Regions from separate parts of the Danio rerio genome. Here region 2 is linked to region 1. A link is a contact called in public HiChIP or PLAC-seq data. All regions are on one chromosome and are shown on one strand. Each heading gives the region's core, a stretch centred on a gene start, on an enhancer-like site or on the middle of the called end of the contact. The rest is flanking DNA. Distances are from core to core; before and after follow the strand shown. Region 1 holds the start of rpp30 (ribonuclease P/MRP 30 subunit). Region 2 holds the start of htr7 (5-hydroxytryptamine receptor 7).

Region 1 (6,122 bases), core at 1,906-4,405:
TGTGGTCCTTTACTGACTCAGTACCTGCAGAGAAAAGTTGTAATTAAACAGCAGTGTGTGTGTGGAAAATCCTGTTGAAACATGTGTCGAAAAGTTCTACATGACGGTAATAGTTTGGTTAAAGTGTTTACATGTCAGTACTGCCCTTTAATAATATGACTAAAATCAGCATACTCCAAATCTCTCAATTCAATTAGTTTAATTCAATTATGACTTTACAATTTTAAAGGCAATAAAAAAATAGCTGTTTACATGTTAGACTTTTAATCAAAGTATTGTGTTAATTGTATAAAGGACTATTGGTGTCCATGTAAACATACTCATTGTATGATTTTGAACCAGCTGAAAATAATTGTGTTTATTTTACATGAACAGATGATGTTCACTAAACATGATTTAAATCTTTCTATTTAACTTAAATGAATGCTTTTTTTGTTGAACTTCAAATAGTCATGTTAAATGAACACATATATTTTAAGCTGGTTTAACATCATACAATGTGGTTAAGATCATTTAGTGTAATTACATAAAGCCCCTGTCCAAAATTAAATCATGCTCAGCCAAAGAGCTATTTTTTGAGTGTGACGTATATTATTTACTGACAACAACTACAGTAATATACCAAATACCAGTTTATCTGTCCAAAACTGCTAAAGGTGATAATACACAGGGCAACCTTTAAAGCAGTGTTGCTGAGCGATGTTGCTTGGCTATTTTGTCATTGAGAATGGCCAACAAAACTGTATCTGAATCCATTAAATCAGTTGTCTGCAATATTTTGAAATCCTCTAATCAGAATGCCAGGAGCGAATCATGTTAGAGCCTTTGACCTGTCAGAACAACTCAAACGAAGTGGCAGCCGCTCTGTGGCGATGGAGACAATGGCTTTGAAACAGTGAATACATTTGCAAAGCTATAGGATTATTTGTTTCAAAGCTTTGTTTATTTCATCTCTACTTTACTATCCCTTAAACCATATCATCGGCACAATGTGAAAAGTTGCTTTTAACATAAGAGGCATTTGAAAAAGTTGTTTAAATGTTTATGCTTTATGAAATTCCGCTAGGTGACCATGTACATAGGTATAGATATGGATAAAATGCAATAACTCACCCCATTAACTGGAGCCCTTTTAAAATGGAAGGGCTGTTTTTCCGTCACTGCAATGCAGATAATGTCAACATCAAAAGTCATGCAGGCTGCCTGGCTCAGGTGAGGGAAAAGACAAAGAAAATGTTAATACCACAATAGATTATATGTTTGATAATCAAAATGTATTTTATATATATATATATATATATATATATATATATATATATATATATATATATATATATATATATATATATATATATATAAATATAAATCAAAAATGATAAACTAATTACCCATTATCCAAAATGTAAAGGGTTAGTTCACTAGGGTTAGGCACTTTTTATTATGGATGATGCACTTTATTGGAATTCTTTTGGACTGCTGATAATCAGCTGACATTTACCATTGCAGAGCTGGAAATCCTACATTTTTAAATAACTTCAATTGAATTTGAGTGAAAGGTAAGGCATATAAGATGCCGTGTGGGTGAGTAACTCATTTTCATTTTAGGGTGAACTAAACCTCAACTAAAACTAAAACACAATGTAGAATTGAAACTACACTTACATGAAAGAGCTTTTCAGTTTTGGGGTACACCGCCACAAGGTCAAATTTTTTGTATTCATTAGTAGGTCTCTAAGGAGAATAACACAAACAGTCTCACCATATAATACTGCAGTATATAATACAATATAATGTGTATAATACTTTAGCACAAATTATATTAGAGTTTACGAAGTATAAACTTACAAAATGTGATGCATCAGATGCCACAATGGTCAATCGATTTAGCACTTTGATTGGAGAAGATTTGCCCTATAACAGAAGAAAAAAATTAATTAAAAAGAACACATCATTGTTAATTATCTCGGAAGATATGTTTAAGCTAATTACCTGGACAACTGGAAATTTATCAAATAAGTCTGAAATACTCTGTGGGTTAGGAATTTCCTGTAAAACAAGAAAATAAGAGCATCATACAAACACACACACACGCACGCACAACTCGATAATGCAGTTTAGTTTAACTCCTCTATATTGTACCTGTTTCTTCTGTAGTGGCTCAACTACATAGTTTATTGCAACCGTTGAGTAGCCAACTGAAAATACAGCAAAAAGTATATGAGCATTAGGGGTTTCTCTAAAAGTACAGCATAATCTATGCATTTCTTAGTCTAACTAATCAAAGTTAGCCATCGCCATTACGTACTGGTTATCCTGCTAGGAGCAGTAGACAGCTGGTAAATAGTAATAATCAGCTAATTATGAAAAGTTGAAATACGTTTTCAATTACTAACAACTTTTGATACAAGATTCAACGTAAAAAGGAAATATCAATAAACACTGTATGAACAATTAATAACGTTTCATACTTCGCTTACACACGTGAACACTAACGTTAGAGAATACAACTGTTATTGCGCCGCATTATAGATATAGTCGGAGATTGAGGTAAAGTTGGTTTTATATTCACACATTCGTTCAGTGACATAAATTGCATACACTTCACAAACTGTGAACAATGCTGTACTTTGATAGTTGTTGACTGCTAATATGATTTTACCATTTACAATGAATACTTTTCTGAAACTATATTATTAATGAGAAAGACTGAATGTGCGAATATAAAACCAACTTTCAATTAGTCGGAGCTGGGAATTTCAGCAATGAAACGTCTGACCTCCAAGAGCTGAGAACAGAATAATTAGTGACGTTTTCCTCATCGTTTGACAGATTATCCGTTTAATGTGCCTAATGTGATTTGCTTGTGTCTGTAATATATCCGACATCCTACTCCAAAGCACTGTTCAAACGGCGTTCTACGCGTTATTTTTAAGTCATGTTAGGGGGAAACCAATCCAAATTGTCTGGATCGTAACTGTACTGCTACTTACGGTGAGCAGCTGTCTCTATGATGTGTTTCAGTCTGTTCTTATCACTACTATTGATGATGTTTAAATCCATAAACACAGACATCTTTCTCCTATTGATGGGATTCGGGAAAAGTGTTCACTGGTAAGTTCATATAAGAATACACCGTTTCAACTACTGAACACACACATCCATGGTACAGAGAACCACATGGTAAAATATGATCTCCTTCGTTTGGTGTTTTTTAAGACTGATAGTAAGCAAATGATAGGTACATTACCGTCACCTACTGGACTGGAGTGAGAGCATTAATGGAATAGAAAGTACAAAATCACAAAAAAACTAATTCCTGGTAAACAGACTTATTATTTTAAAACTGTGTAATTTAAACCACAAAAATACGTTGATTTCTCAAACAAGTTCGATCACAAGATAAAGCGTCAACCTATAACTGAGCCTTGTGGGCTAGTTCCGTTTTACTTTTCCTTACATTAGTTTCGACCGTCCTGTCAGTCAACCAGAACCACAGTATATTTTACTTCCTGTTGGAGGTGGAGCTACGTCTGTAGCGTGCTCTCCAATTGGTCGGATTTAAACAGAAGGAGAACCGCGACCACTGGAAAGAAGCATGTAAGCGATGTAAACGGGATAAACAAAAGGAAATAATAACAATAAGGGAAAAGTAAGTGAAATTATCTGAAATGAAAACACACAGGGAATCGTTTTACATTGTTTCATGCTATTAAACAATGTTGATTAGTTTAATGCGATACGAATAAGGTTAACATGTTTTACGAAAGCTAGTTTTAACGCGTTCGGCAACGTTAGTAAGTTATGAGTCGTTGTTCCATTTGTCGCCACCTAACGTAACGTTAAATACATCTTTATTATTACGCAATAACTTTCTTTATTTAAACGTCAAACTTCTTTACAGGTTTGATCAAGATGATGGAATCGTGTTTAAATCACAAGCCTGACCGTGTCGACTCTATAACGGTTGAAGACCTCCGAAAAGATCTTTTCTCCGAGTTCTCCAAATTATCCAGGGTATTTATTATCTCATCTTCTAAAGCAGTCGAATCCGATTTTTGGCCGAAGCTAACATTTCCTGGTGTACATTTCTCTTTCTAACAGGACTCGGTGTCGCTTGAAAAAGAGCATTTGCAGGTCTATCTCCGCGTACGTCCGTTCACCTCAACAGAGAGAGCTGAAGGAGAATCACAGGTGCTTGCACATTTTTGACAAATCTTTGAAAATATTAAGTTATAAGACTTTTCCCCATGTTCATGTTTAAAACCCCTTATTATAACTTTTAAAAACATGTTAAGTTGAATAGCGACGTCATTTATATTTTCCCTTTTGTTGTTTTTGGAACAACATGAGAAATGGTGACATTTATTTATTTGTTTATTTGTTTGTTTGTTTGACAGATTATCCACTTAATTCCCCTTATGTAATATGTTATTATGTGTGTAACTTCATCCAACAGGATTGTATCTCCATTGAGCCTCCAGATACTGTGATTCTGAAGGCACCAAAAGCATCTCTGACTGCCAGACACAGTGAGAGATTTGGACCACAACTGGCACAACGATTTCAGTTCTCACAAGTATGACACCTCTACAGTCATTTATTTGAAATATATTTTAGGAATTATATATAATATAATATATTATAGTATTAAGTATTTTTGAGGTTTAATTTATTCAACATGACATTTAAGCTTAATTCATTTTTAGGTGTACGGTCCCGAAACAACTCAGAAAGAGATTTTTGATGGAACAACCAAAAGTCTTGTTAAAGAAGTTTTGGACGGAGGGAATTCCTTGATTTTTACATATGGAGTTACCAATGCTGGGAAGACATTTACTTTTCTTGGTAAGAATGTTAATATTGACTTTATTCTTCATGTATGACTTTTTGGCTCAAGACTTCTGGTTTCATTCACTCCTATTGATGTTTAGACTGCTTGATGTTGCAAACTTATGTTTCTTATTATATATTCTACTTTTTATATATGAACACACTTGATTGTAGAACAAGTAGTTTGACAATTTTCTGCCGTTAATTATTGTAATTTAGTTGCAATCGCAAAAATGAGCCAACTGCCACATTGCAGAATAAAGTCAATAGTTTTCTGCTTTGTGTATATCTTTTCTAGGGCTGGGCGATTAATCAAAAAGTAATCCAAATCGACATTCAGAACCAAAAATTGATCTAATTTTTCCAGGTCAATTTTTTAAATTACTTTCCCTTCTTCCTGTGTGGAGTCACGTAACCCCGGTTTATTAAGGCTGATTTATACTTCTAAGTCGAACGCACGGGTTTGGTCCGTCACAGCCTTAGTTAAAATGTAACTACACGTCGCACGTTTGCACTACATTGACCATAAGTGGAAGCAATGCCAGAGATGCTTTGAGACGGCATGTTTTCTTTTACAATAACATTATTATTTACATTGAAATTATTGTTTACAGAAAATGCAAAAAATTCATTGTTTAAAATATTACAAGATAGAAGATATAGAGATACTGCTTATTTTTCAACTTTTAATATGAAAACATTGAAAATAATTTATCTTGTTTCCAAAAGTGCAAGTTATTTATTTTCACTTTTTTTTATAAGGAAAAAGTCACTGTTTTAGGCAATGTGTGTTTTAATTTTAGCTGTTCAACGTTAAATTAATAGATTGTAGTTAGTGTGTTTTTCCTTTAATTTTTTCAAAATCAAGTAATGCATCCTTCATTCAAAAATCTCCCACTTGTTATATGTCAGCTTATTTACTCGACAAAACCTGTCAGTAAACTATGAGGCCAAAAAAAAAAAGAAATAATTAAATAAAAAAATTGCTCATTAATTGTAATCAAGTAAAAATGTTCAATTAATTGAGATTTTGATTTTAGGCTAAATTGCCCAGCCCTAATCTGTTCTGTTTATTGACACATACTTATGTTTGTTTATAGGCCCTGAATCAGATGGTGGAATTTTGCCCCGGTCATTAAACGTGATTTTTAACAGCATAGAAGGCAGAATTTATTTGCAAAATAACATCAAACCTCACCGATGTGTTGACTTCACAAGACTCACCAAAGAGCAGCAAGATGAGGAAGCTACAAATAAAAGAAACCTTCTGCGGCGATTTAAAGATGTACATT
Region 2 (6,122 bases), core at 2,513-5,012, 77 kb after region 1:
TTGGTGAATTTAAGCGAGAACAGCCGGTGCAAATGGCATACGTGAGGGAAATTTGATATTTCGAAAAGGTACACTGCGGCCTCTGGTGGATCCGCAAAAAACAAAAACCGAAGAAAAAAAATGTACCTCCAGGGACATATTTGGTGGTCTCCAGAAATGTATATAGAGCCGCATTTTTTAGAATGAGCCATGTTGAGAACAACTTGAAACCTGGGGTTTTGTATAAAAGTGATGAAATTGTCATATTTTTTTCACATGAAAATGTCCAAAACCATAAGCTTTTTGTGTGTTTCAATTGTTTTTTGTTTTATTTTTTGTTTTATTGTCATTTGTGTGCTTGTTTTAAGGGGGAGAAGTGTTTTTACCCAAAACTAACATGACAATTCTATCTACTAGAAAGTTTAGACATTTTCGAAAGGTTAGCATAAAAAGAAACTGAATATACATTTAGGCAGAATGAACTTCCATTGTGTGAAAACTATGTTATTCATAAAAAAGTTATTAACTGGTAAATTCCTAATTTTTGCAATCTGATTACATAATCCAGATCATATTTATCAGTTACAACCCCACAATTTAACTTTATGCCACCATGCGTTGATTATCACTGAGAAATAGTCCGTATAAAAACGGCAGAAATAAACAGCAAACTATACAATATATAAAATATGAATATTGATCGTATTCACAAGTGGAGTATTCATCGCTCTTTGATAATGATTACTGTTTTTTCTCCTTCATCAAGCACATTTTACAGCAATAATAAGATCTACATTATAAAACATCTCATGAAGCTTTACAACCATTCTAATTTCACTTAGTTGCCGTCATTGCAATTTGACTTAATTGAAGTGACTGAAAAGCTCCTCCGTGAGAGCAATAAAGAATTCATCAAAAACACCTCTCAGCCTCCGTGTGACTGCTTAAGTCCCTAGAGAGACATGAAGGATACGAACAGCCTACAGCACCAGGTCAGGTCTCTCGGCTAGTTTCAAAGCTTCGTGCATGCTGGCTGCCGACAGTTTGCGGTTGATGTTCCGATATCGGCAGCGGATGAGATTGTGATAGGTTGTCCTGAGATCTCTGTTGAAGAATGCATAAATAAAAGGGTTGATGAGCGAGTTGGCATAACCAAGCCAGAGTAGTGTCCTCTCCACCCACAAAGGCACGCAACTACACTGCAAGCCACAGATGAAGGGACGTGCCGTGGACAGCAGAAAGAAAGGCATCCAGCAGACGGCGAAAGCCCCTACAACAATCCCGAGTGTGGCTGCTGCCTTCTGCTCTCTTTTAAAGATGGAGATGTTTTTACGGTCACTTTTGAGAAGGCGAGAAAAGCTCACACACTCCTCCACCTCCCGCTGCAGTTTCAAGGCCGCAGTCACACAGTTCATGCTTTCCTCATCTTCTGCTTTAGGAAAGCCAGCGATTGTGTGTTTGGCAGCACTATCTTTCGCCACCCTGTATATCCGGTAGTACATAATGAGCATCACGGACATAGGGATGTAGAAGGCCACGGCAGTAGAGTATATAGTGTAGCCCAGGTCCTGGCTGATCAGACACACGTTGTCGTCGTTGACATTCTGGGCCCATCCGAACAGTGGGGGAAGGGTGATGGAGGCAGAGAGAAGCCACACAGACAGCACTATTTTGGCCATGCACTTTCCACTCTGTCTCACGGGATACGTCAGTGGCTTAGTGATGCCCAGGTACCTGAGAAAATGGAAAAGAGAATGGCAAAAATGAAAGGGGAAAAAAACTGACCTGTTAAAGCACATCAGTGTCAAAGAATGCATAAAGTGTTTTTCTTTGTTCTTTGGAATGTAACAATTTAACCCACTGAAAAGAACAACACACTGAAATACATTTGAAATTCTGAAATAAAAGCTTAAATAATATAAGCATTAAAGTAATATTTGTTATGTTTAGTTAGGAAAAAAAGGGTTCTGTGTGTGTGTGTGTGTGTGTGTGTGTGTGTGTGTGTGTGTGTGTGTGTGTGTGTGTGTGTGTGTGCGTGTGTGTGTGTGCCAAACCAAAATATTCATTCAGATAATAATAATATACAAAATAAAGTTAAACTGCAGTTTCTTTTAGTGGAAATGTACAATTATTTTGATTTAATCAATATAAATGACACAGGTTAATAATATTAATAATAATAATAATAATAATATATTTATATAAAGTTAAAACGTTTTCCTAATTTAGATGTTTCTGTCTTCATTATGCTGCTGCATCTTTGCATTTTACAAGTTATATTATTTATATATTATTTTTGCATTATATATTTTTATTCGGTAGGTGGAAATGTACAAAGCCTATTGAATTATTTAATAATGTAGCATTTAAATAATTATATATATATATATATATATATATATATATATATATATATATATATTATATATTTATATATATATATATATATATATATATATATATATATATATATATATATATATATATATATATATACTACAGACTGAAAAAAAACATATTTATTTATTTATGAACTTGTATTACAATAAAGTTTTGTCTATTTGGTCAGTTTTTATCTTACAGGTCGGAGACTTACCTGTCTATGCTAATGACACACAGTGTCATTATTGAAGCGGTACAGCACATCACATCCATGGCTATAAACACATTGCAGAAAACACGACCGAAGATCCATTGTCCTCCTATGAGATCAGTGATGCTGACAAACGGCATTACAACCACCGCCACAGACAGGTCTGCAACAGCCAGAGAAACGATTAAATAATTAGAAGGTTGCTTCAGTTTCTTCACGAAACACACGGAGATGACCACCAGCAGATTCCCGCAAACTGTCAAAAAAGTGAGCATGGTCAAAACCCCTCCGATGAGCACTTTCTCAACATGTCCGTAGCTCAAAATCGGCACCCCGCATCGGGTCCCATTGTCCATGAAACTTGGAGTCGGCAAAGTTGTAGTGGTGTCGTGGATCTTATTAAGAAAGCTCACGTCCATCACTTCAGATGTCAAACTATTCACGATTGACTGAACGCGATCCTTCGTCAGTGCAGAGATCATGTTGGCTGTTGAGAGCTGTCCTTGGTTCTGAAACAATGTTGCTCTGATTATCCATCAGATATACAATCCCCAGTTAATTACGTGACATTTTATTGCCACAAATATACATTAGTTTTCTCTCTCTCTCTATCTGGGAAAAACGAAGAGCATCCAACACGCAACGAGCCATACAACTTGCCAACGTGAATAGAACGAACCTCGCGCTCTTCGTGGCTTATGTTTTATTGGCGTGTGGACTGTGCGCAATGACGCGAGGTGTTTATGGGAGTGTCCAGAAGATTGACTAGTGCTGAAGTGTCTGCTCTCGGAATGCGGGGTTTTGTGACAGCACGACAATCGTCCTGAGAATGAATGAGACAAGTCATACATGACAATCTCATCTGCGTTATTCATGAAGTAGATTACAGCATCCTTTAATGAGAAACGTGGTTTAGTGTGCAAACAAAAAAGTTATATCAGGCTACTTAGATGTTTTGTTGAATGCGTAAGTAAGTGTGCAACAAGAGGTTAGGTTAGGAGTAGGACATGCAGCTACCAGCAGTTACTTAAATGTCTAGTCATGTGACCATTTAAATCAATACATAAATAATAGACAGTCTACCTGTATATTAATAATCTGTTTGTTGCAGTTACTTATTTCATTTTGAAAAAAAAAAAATGCAAACACTAAAGTGGTAAAAAACGTGATCGCTAATAATGAGTAAATATCAATATTAATAAAACAAGTACAAGTTAAACATTAAATATTTAAATAAAAGAATAAAACATACAGGTTATAAAATAAATATTTTTGTAAAAGCCTACTTGATGCTCAACTTCTGTGTTCTCTTGATCTGCCTTAACCAGTGATTAGCAAATCAAGTATTCAAAATGAAGTATAGCCTTATATTGATGAAACTTCATGAAATAAAGGGAAAGTGGATTAAAACCTGTAACCTATAATTAATAACACTGCATGAGTTAATGCAGGAAATTATTAAAATCTTTTTGAAATCCAGAAAACTTGAATGCTTTAACCCTCTATGGCATTGTGTTGTCATCAGGCAACAAACCAGTTTTTTGGCCCACAAAACCCTCCTTTAAATTAAATTTTTTTTTTTTTTTTTAAATTATACAAAATATATTACAAAAAAAGTCTAATAATAAGTCGGTGACCAATGACATTTGAAGTGGGTGTGGATTTGACCTGTCTTCTGGGGACAAAAGAGCCATTTCTGGGAACAAAGTCTGCTTGAGCACACTGTTAGCAGATAGTAAGATAGGTTAAACTTAATAACATATTTAAATATCTTTATATTAAAATATGTGTGATCTGCATGTATATGTGAAGAAGAATATTTGATTAAGAAAAAAAAAAACACTTGTAATTATCTATATACTAAAATGGTAGTTTTTCATTTGTTGCCTCTGGGCAACATTGTGCAGTTAGACCACTTTTGTAAAAACAATGTCCAGAAATGTACAGTAATTACCATGATATATATTTTTAGTTCTACTGTAAACTATTCTGCGATGCGATGGCGCAATGGGTAGCGCTCTCGCCTCACATGGGTCAGTTGGCATTTCTTTGTGTTCACTCCACGTTTGGGTTTCTTCCAGGTGCTTCAGTTTTCCCACAAGTCCAAAGATATGCGGTACATGAATTGGGTAAGGTAAATTGTCCAAAGTGTATGTGTGTTAATGCAAAAGTGTATTGGGTGTTTCCCAGTGATAGGTTGCAGCTGAAAGGGCATTCGCTGCGTAAAGCACATGCTGGATAAGTTGGTGGTTCATTCCGCTGTGGCAACTCCTGATTAATAAAGGGGCTAAGCCGAAAAGAAAATAAATGAATAATTTTAAACTATTCACAGGAAATGGATGTTGAAACGTTTATGGAGGTATAGAACAGGATTGAGCAGTTAGGCTATTCCTTCTGACAGTGTGCATGATGAGTCACAATATGTTTTCATTTAAAGATACAACTTTAACTTGCAGAAAGTCACAGTTCTGCACTGTTTATCTTTAACTCTAAGTAAACAATCCTGATTAAACTAATTGAATTCTTTAGGCTTGTTTGAAACCTACAAGTAAGTGTGTTTAAGGGAGGGTAGGAACTAAACTCTGCAGGGCAGAGGCCCGTATTCTCCATGTACGAGCGGACGCGGCCATTTTAATCTTTTTGACTGGAGACTTCCGGTCTCATTCACTTCCATTAATTTATAGAAAATGTTGCTTGATGTTGCAAGCTGATATTTTCTTATTACATTATTCTACTTGGTCTGTATAGTCATGCAAACATTTGTTCGTAGAGCAAGTAGTTTGACCGTTTTTTGCCGTTTAGTATTCCTAGTCATTTCTACAATAGGCGACTGAATTGGAAGTTCTAAAGCAATTGCGAAAACAGGCACACTTCGCATTTTAGAATAAGGTCAATACTCTGCAGCACACCAACACACCAGGACCAAGTTTGGGCACCCCTGACCTAAAGCCAAGTGGCAAAAATTTGGCACCCACTTCTTTGAAGTGATGTCATTGAAATAAACAAAACAATTTTCATTTCTTATACCTTGCAGTGACTATTTCTTAAAATAAATGCCATTTATTATGAGGGTATAGCATTTTTGTGAATAAGGCCTCTAAAACAGAAAGAACACTGAGGCAGAGAAAGAGTCTTGGCCTCCAGTCATCATTAACTCATAGAGGTAGAATTTGATGGTATCTTCTGCTTTGCAGAATGACCTCAGCTCACATGATGGGGGGGAATGGCTGTCCCAAAAACCCTGCAGGAGAGAAATAAAGAAGTAAGGCCATGTTTTATTCAAGAGGAAAAAAAAACATTGGATAGCAGGGGACAGAGAGGACAGGTAAGAAAGAGTGAGGGATGAGTGGATAGAGAAAAGGAAGAAACATTTGGAAGCACAGAAAAAGGCAGGAGAATCAGAAGAAAAGGATGACAGAAGAAACATTAAGGACACCATTTAAATGTGTATACTGTAAGTGAAAGGCAGAATTTTTATTCTCAACAGCGTGTGAAACATTGTAATGTGTGCAAATATGCATTAATTTGTTTTTAAGTAAATTATCTGAAA

Evidence for each region. HiChIP or PLAC-seq counts read pairs in DNA pulled down with a chosen protein or histone mark.
Region 2: a contact with region 1 is called in an H3K4me3 HiChIP or PLAC-seq map of gastrula embryo, with 2.5 times the contacts expected there. The contact joins the promoter of htr7 here to the promoter of rpp30 in region 1. A contact is called at or near these places in 2 of 4 datasets of contacts at active chromatin or transcription factors (embryo and gastrula embryo).

The regions. Positions count from the first base shown.
Region 1 is chr12:18,040,165-18,046,286 of GRCz12tu, forward strand. It overlaps rpp30 (ribonuclease P/MRP 30 subunit), which reads right to left and starts at 3,156. Exons shown (of 11, transcript NM_001013479.1): 1 at 2,991-3,156; 2 at 2,140-2,195; 3 at 1,990-2,046; 4 at 1,846-1,911; 5 at 1,663-1,731; 6 at 1,114-1,203. The coding sequence starts at 3,072. kif20bb (kinesin family member 20Bb) reads left to right here and starts at 3,565. Exons shown (of 31, transcript XM_073918315.1): 1 at 3,565-3,649; 2 at 3,902-4,014; 3 at 4,102-4,191; 4 at 4,457-4,576; 5 at 4,707-4,845; 6 at 5,931-6,115. The coding sequence starts at 3,913.
Region 2 is chr12:18,116,389-18,122,510 of GRCz12tu, forward strand. htr7 (5-hydroxytryptamine receptor 7) reads right to left here and starts at 3,763. Exons shown (of 2, transcript XM_003199584.7): 1 at 2,576-3,763; 2 at 1-1,713. The coding sequence starts at 3,054. The coding sequence ends at 960.